Linked DNA regions of Zea mays: region 1 is linked to region 2. The links are chromatin contacts, called in public Hi-C maps. All regions are on one chromosome and are shown on one strand. The core of a region is the stretch at or near the end of the contact, and the rest is flanking DNA. Distances in the headings are between cores, read along the strand shown.

Region 1 (2,973 bases), core at 222-2,721, 220 kb before region 2:
TAGTTCGTTCTGGGAGAGGCAATTCAAATGATCTAACACTGAACGTCCATACTTCTCCATCCTGTGGGATCCAATAATGTGACAGGATTTGATAGTTACTTCATGAACATTTCGATACAAAGAAAATGGTAACCATTAGGCAAATAATGTAGCTGAAGAAAACAAGGAATTTTGCACAAGCACAAAGTCAAACTTTTAACTCTATGGGCAGTGACCCAATCACTTATATCAGCTGACAACTATAGAAGCAGTTTAGTTTCTTTGAATATTGATAGAATGTATTATGTAAAACATAACTATCACCAGATGCAACCATCCAGTAACATTTCTATGCGGAGTTGCGGACATCAACATTAGCTACGTACAAGAACCTACATGAGGGTCGAGGCTTAGGCGTTAGCCTATGATATAGAAAACTGATATTTTCGAGAACCTCACTGTCTGTCACTTTTAACAAAATCTTGGCGCCCAGCTGAAAATTGAAATGCAAAGAAAGATAATACATGGTGCCTTTTACTATGGCGTTTTGTTTCAGTTACTTTTGGAAGCCCTGAAATATTCTGCCGGTTTCAGTATTGAATGTTTCATAAAAGATGTGCATTCTTTTCCCTTCTATAATGGTTGAATTTGGGATTGCTAGGTTTGGTGCAAGTATTATGAATTACTACAGCGAAGAAATTGACTAACGGGCGAACACCCTTGACCCTCTCTCCTTTCTCCCTCATCCACATTGCACAGTTTCCTTCGAAACTGTTCCACGGAATACGTTGAAGACTTCTACGGTGAGGCGCGTTCACTCTGGTCTGGAAAAATAAAAACTGCATCGGCAAGCCCAACACAGACCGATGATGAAGAATTGAAGAGAGCAGCTCACCTCCGCCTTGACCGAGGATGCGCCGCCGAGGTCCCCCATGTGGATCTCGCTGCCCTCGGTGTCCATCATGACGGCGACGGCGAAGCCCTTCTCCTCGTTGAGGCTCCTGACGGCGCGGATGGCGGCCCTATGCCACTCCCTGTCGCCGTGGCACATGTTGAGCCGGGCCACGTTCATCCCGCCGACGGCGAGCGCCTCGAGCTGGTCCGGGCGCGAGGTGGCGGGGCCCACGGTGCAGACGAGCTTGGTGCGGCGCGTGCTCCGGAACCCGTTCTCCCGCAGCTCGGCCTCCGTGGCGGCGTCCACGTCGATGGGCCGGTCGGACGCAAAGATCCCGTTCGGGTTCGGGGGGAAGGCGGTGAGGTCGGAGGCGGTCGGGGAGGTGGAGCGGAGGCGGAGGGGGAGGCGGTGAGGGCGGAGATGGAGGAAGGGAGTGGGCGCGGGAGGAGAGAAGGGCGAGCGGGTGGCGGCCCTGTGGGCCTCCGGTGTGTGCAGAAGGGAGTGGGCGGCGCTGGCCATGGCGACGGCGGCTGGGGAATGGGAGCGGTGGTGGACTGGAGTGGAATGGGAGGGAGATGCGGTGCGGTGGCGTCAGCGTGTGAGAACTTTTTGGTTTTGTTGTGCCGTGTGCGTTGGCGGAGATTGCGAGGCGGGCTCACAGTTTGCTGTGGGAGGGGTGACGTGGCGGGATACTTTTGGCGGTTCTGTCCTACGTTGGCAGCACAGTGTCTAGATATGTTAACGGGACCCGATCTCTGATTCCGCGCGGGGAATTCCCGAATATAGAACTAATTTAGTTCCACGGGGTCTAAATGGGGAAATTTTAGTCCCCGTCGGATTCGCGGGGATGGGATGGAGGACTATCCCCGTTCCCCGTTCCCCGTGTACCCGCCCCACGAAACTTTTTTATTCCATATTAGTCAATTTATTTGTTAAAATTATAGTAAAAACTCAGTGCATCACATGTTATAAAATAGCAAACTAAACTCTAAAGTAGATGTCTCTTGTAATTTTCAATCTTGTTTGTTAAATTCGTATTAATTTGATACAATCAATTTAAATTTATCTTTAAATATTGTATTTCTAGCGGGGACAGATTCCCCGCGGGGTTTCCCACGGGGATAAATTCCCCGACGGGGACGGAGATGGGAGAAAAAACTCCCCCGTGAACGTTCGCGGGGACGGGGACGGGGAATTTTTCTCCCGGTGGGGATGGGAAGCAATTCCCCGACGGGGAAATCCCCGTTGCCATCTCTAACCGTGTCCTGGACTCGTCACTTGTCGGTTGTCCTCCAAAACGCAATGGCTAGATAAGAGATAGCAATGGTTAAAAAACTACCGGTTATTATTATCCCATATTTATACCCACGATAAGAGAACAATTATGTCCGATCACCTATACTCACATATCCATACTCATGTAGATATATGTCACCCATATTCATAAAGATTATTAAAATAATGCATTATATAAACGTCAAGTACATCCATCTAAATATCATTACAAAATTTATAATAACATTCAATCATTCATTCAACAACACTCTGTAGAATTGGATAAAGTAACAACTCTATGATTGTACCACATAACACATTATATATTCTATTATATGGTCATCAAATAGTAGTTAAGCCTTCTATGATTGTATCATCCAAAAGTTTGTTAAATAGTCAAAATAGATGGATAATCGAATCCCACGTTCACGCTTTTATACTGTGTATTCTATACCCATGGGTTAATGGATATAGGTGAGGGCGAAATGTTCTAATACCTGTTAACCATTGGGTGAAGTTTTTTACCCAATAAAAGCACAATGAGTAGAATATTTAGCTCATATACATACCCTTAGAGTAAATACTCATCGGGTATCGAATCACGGACACCCATTGCCATATCTAGGCTAGATACCAGGAGCCTGTTTAGTTGCCTGCATGATTGAGCATGGCTTGTATGTGAGTCTAGCTCTGACTGGCTTAGCTAAGCACATGCAACATCTTGTGTTTGGTTATCTACATGTGTTCAGTTTGATTTATTAATGATGTTGTTTAATTGCTGGTATAAATATTTGTTGCATGAGCTAAAAACTTATTAAATAAAT
Region 2 (3,209 bases), core at 363-2,862:
TCTGATCCCCCTCTATTGGAAGTAAGGCCTTCTATTGACCGAACCAGGATAAACCTTGTGTCTTCTTGCGTCACCCATCTAGAACAGGACACGCAGTACTAATTCACTAGTTGGTTAGGATCCAGGGATCAAAATATCGACAATCATATTACTAGCATTTCTCCAGCCAACTAGAGGGACATAGTATGTCTAACAAAACTTTGACAAGGACAACAAAAACACTAAGCTAGTAAATTATAAATCAATTGTGCAACGCAAAATAAAGAGTAATTATAGGTACACATCAAACTAATGCAAACTAGATCACCTCTTGAACCACTACTGCAAGATCATATCAGATGGACTAATCCATGTGCGGTGCGCTTTGGAACTAGTCAGGAAATGTAATAAATATCACAAAACTACAGAACTAAACAGATCCTATCTAAGTAACCATATCCAGTACTCGCGACAGAATTGAAATTGATCAGGAAATGGTCATACCGGGGTAAGCTTGGTCCTCTTGGAGTCGAGCTTCGCCTTCCTGGCCTTCACACGAGCAGCCTCAGCAAGGGTGGCCATCTTCCGGGCAGTGCCGAGGTAGGGGTTGAGTTTGAGCACAGCAGCCATGTTCTTGAGTGGGTTCTTCCTCTTCTCCCTGCGCTTCACTTCCTTGTTGAGTGGCTTCACCACAGACTGCACCTCGTCAGAGTTGATGATCCTGCCCAGGTCAGCGTTGGACATCTTAGGCCTCGGCAGCACGAAGCCCTTCTTCTTCTGCGACGGGGCGTCATAGCTCCCATACACCTCCTCGAGCTTATTGAACGCGCTCTGGGTCCAGATCACAAAGCGCCCAAGGTGGCCACCGGGGGCAAGGTCTAGTAGGTTGAGGCGCTCGACGTTGGCAACATCCACACCGGGAAGGTTGCGGAAGGCCTTGACGACCTTGGAGCCCTCGGTGCCGTAGACGATGAGCGGGCCCTTGCGGTTGATGTAGCGACGGTTGCGCATCTTACCCTTGCCGGGGCGGATGCCGACGGAGTCCTTGGCCTTCTCGGCGTCGGCGTGGGCGCCGATCTGCTTGAGGATCTTGAGCGCCTGGGAGGTCTTCTCAATGGACTCCGCGGAGTCGGAAATGACAAGGGGCATCTCGGGGACAGACTCGATGCGGTGGCCGCGCGCCTGGACGAGGGCCGGGACGGCGGTGGCGGCGAGCGCGGAGGCGACGGCGACGCGGCGGAGGTTGATGTTGACGCGGCGGTGCCACTTGCGCCAGATCTTGGTGGGCGCGAACATGCGCCCGCCGCGGCACATGTTGCCGAACGCTCCCTGGCCGGCGCGGTGGGTGCCGCCGCCGGGGACGCGGGGGATACGAGACACGGCGCGGCCGGTACCCCAGGACTCGGCCGACGTCTGGTGGCCGGCGCGGCGGGAGACTGCGTAGGGCTGGCGCTTGTTGCAGGACAGCAGCTTGTGGGTGAACCTGACCACGTCGGGGCGGATCGGCGCCCCGAAGACGGGCGGTAAGGCGATGCCGGGGGCGTCGGTTACCATGTCGCCCTCTAGGGCCTTCACGGAGACGAGGGGGCGGTTGACGGCGACCATGGCGGCGGCGGCGGCGGCGGCGGCTAGGGTTTGGGCGGCGCGGCGGTGGTGCGAATGGAGGCGCGGCGAAAGGGGAAGAGGCTATATAGGTGGAGCTGACTAGGGTTTGTGTGTGGGGGTTAGTTGGAGCGATCTGGTCCGTTGGATTGGAACAAGCGGTGGGATTTGAGAAAAATCGGGTGGGCTGGGCCTGGAGATCGCTGTTGGGGCGACCTCCAAGGTTCACAGTCACCCTCCCTTTATTCGGTGTATGTTTCCCCCTTCATCTCCCCTTTCTCCCGTGAGCTTCCTTTTTCCTCTTTATATGGCGTTGAACTAGACCTCCCCCTCACTTCGAGTTTGGTGTACGACCTATGAAACTATCCCCACGCCTTCCACCTAAATTTTTACCGTGTATCATTTTTTTTTTGTCATATCACCAACATTTCATCTCCTATTTTTTTTTATCTTCCACACCGATTCTCTCTATATTCTCCTATATAACCCACTAATTTCATAAAATATTATTTTCTATACATATTCATCATTTATTACCTTTTTATTTGATTGCTAAATACGGACACACACATAAATCAAGAGAAGGGGCCTTGCTCCATCACGCTTAATGTACTCCCTTTACTGTAGCACTACAGTGTGCAGCGCTTCGGCTGCTAGAACGTACACGCGCTACAATTTAAGGGGAGAGTGATGCGATGCAGGTAGTCTAAATTCTTAGAAATTTTTAAGTAGAGTTAAAATATGTATTTTATGTACTATAGTTGGTATAAGGTGGAGTAAAAGGGGAAATGTTTGGAGAAGAGAAATAGGGAGATTTATTTAAATATGAATGAGTGATTTGATAGGGGAATGTTGGAGAGAGCCTAAGACTATCTTTAGTAGATCCCCTATCTCATTCCCTATTTCAAACTTCTCTCTGCAACAGTGTCAAACAATATCATAAACAGTTCCGCATTTTCTATTTTACACACCCTACTGGAGATAGTCTAAGAACATTATTGTTTTTCTTCCTCTATATTTTCCTCACATTGCGAAAAGGCATCTAGTGTAATGGTTAAGGCTTCTTGAAAGAGAAATAGGGTTAATCATTTCCTATTATTAATTTTGGTGGTTGACGACCAACACAAACACATGGACTAACAAGTTTGTCTAGAATTCATGTATTACAGATGCATAAGGTTCAACATAAACCAATAAAGAAATCAAGTTAGGGAATCAATCAAAATTTGGAGCAAAACCTTGAGTGTGCTGAACGATGGCGCACCGGACTGTCCGGTGTGCCACTAGACAGTGTCCGGTGCACCAGGACCGTACAACTGCGAACCAGCCACTCTCGGGAATTCTAGGGCGCGCTCCGCTATAATTCACCGGACTGTCTGGTGTGCCACCGGACTGTCCGGTGAGCCAGCGGAGCAACGGCTCCTTGCGCCAACGGTCGACTCTGCAAAAGCTACAGTGAGCAACAGTACCACGTCAGAAGTCAGAGCAGCAAAGTCAGAGGGCACTGGTCTGTCCGGTGCGACAGACGACAAAGGCTCCAACGGTCGACCAGCTCCGAACCCTAACGGTTGCGCTAACGTGGCGCGCACCGGACAGTGCACAGTGGCTATCCGGTGGCGCACCGGACT

Evidence for each region. A called contact is a pair of places that touch in the nucleus more often than the background predicts.
Region 1: a Hi-C map of leaf shows a contact between it and region 2, with 9 times the contacts expected there. The contact joins the promoter of LOC100193244 here to the promoter of LOC100382075 in region 2. A contact is called at or near these places in 2 of 25 Hi-C or Micro-C datasets (ear and leaf) and 1 of 3 datasets of contacts at active chromatin or transcription factors (seedling).

The regions. Positions count from the first base shown.
Region 1 is chr7:10,669,965-10,672,937 of Zm-B73-REFERENCE-NAM-5.0, reverse strand. It overlaps LOC100193244, which reads right to left and starts at 1,471. Exons shown (of 6, transcript NM_001138394.1): 1 at 875-1,471; 2 at 1-61. The coding sequence starts at 1,393.
Region 2 is chr7:10,448,730-10,451,938 of Zm-B73-REFERENCE-NAM-5.0, reverse strand. LOC100382075 (60S ribosomal protein L4-like) reads right to left here and starts at 1,612. Exons shown (of 2, transcript NM_001174838.1): 1 at 484-1,612. The coding sequence starts at 1,584.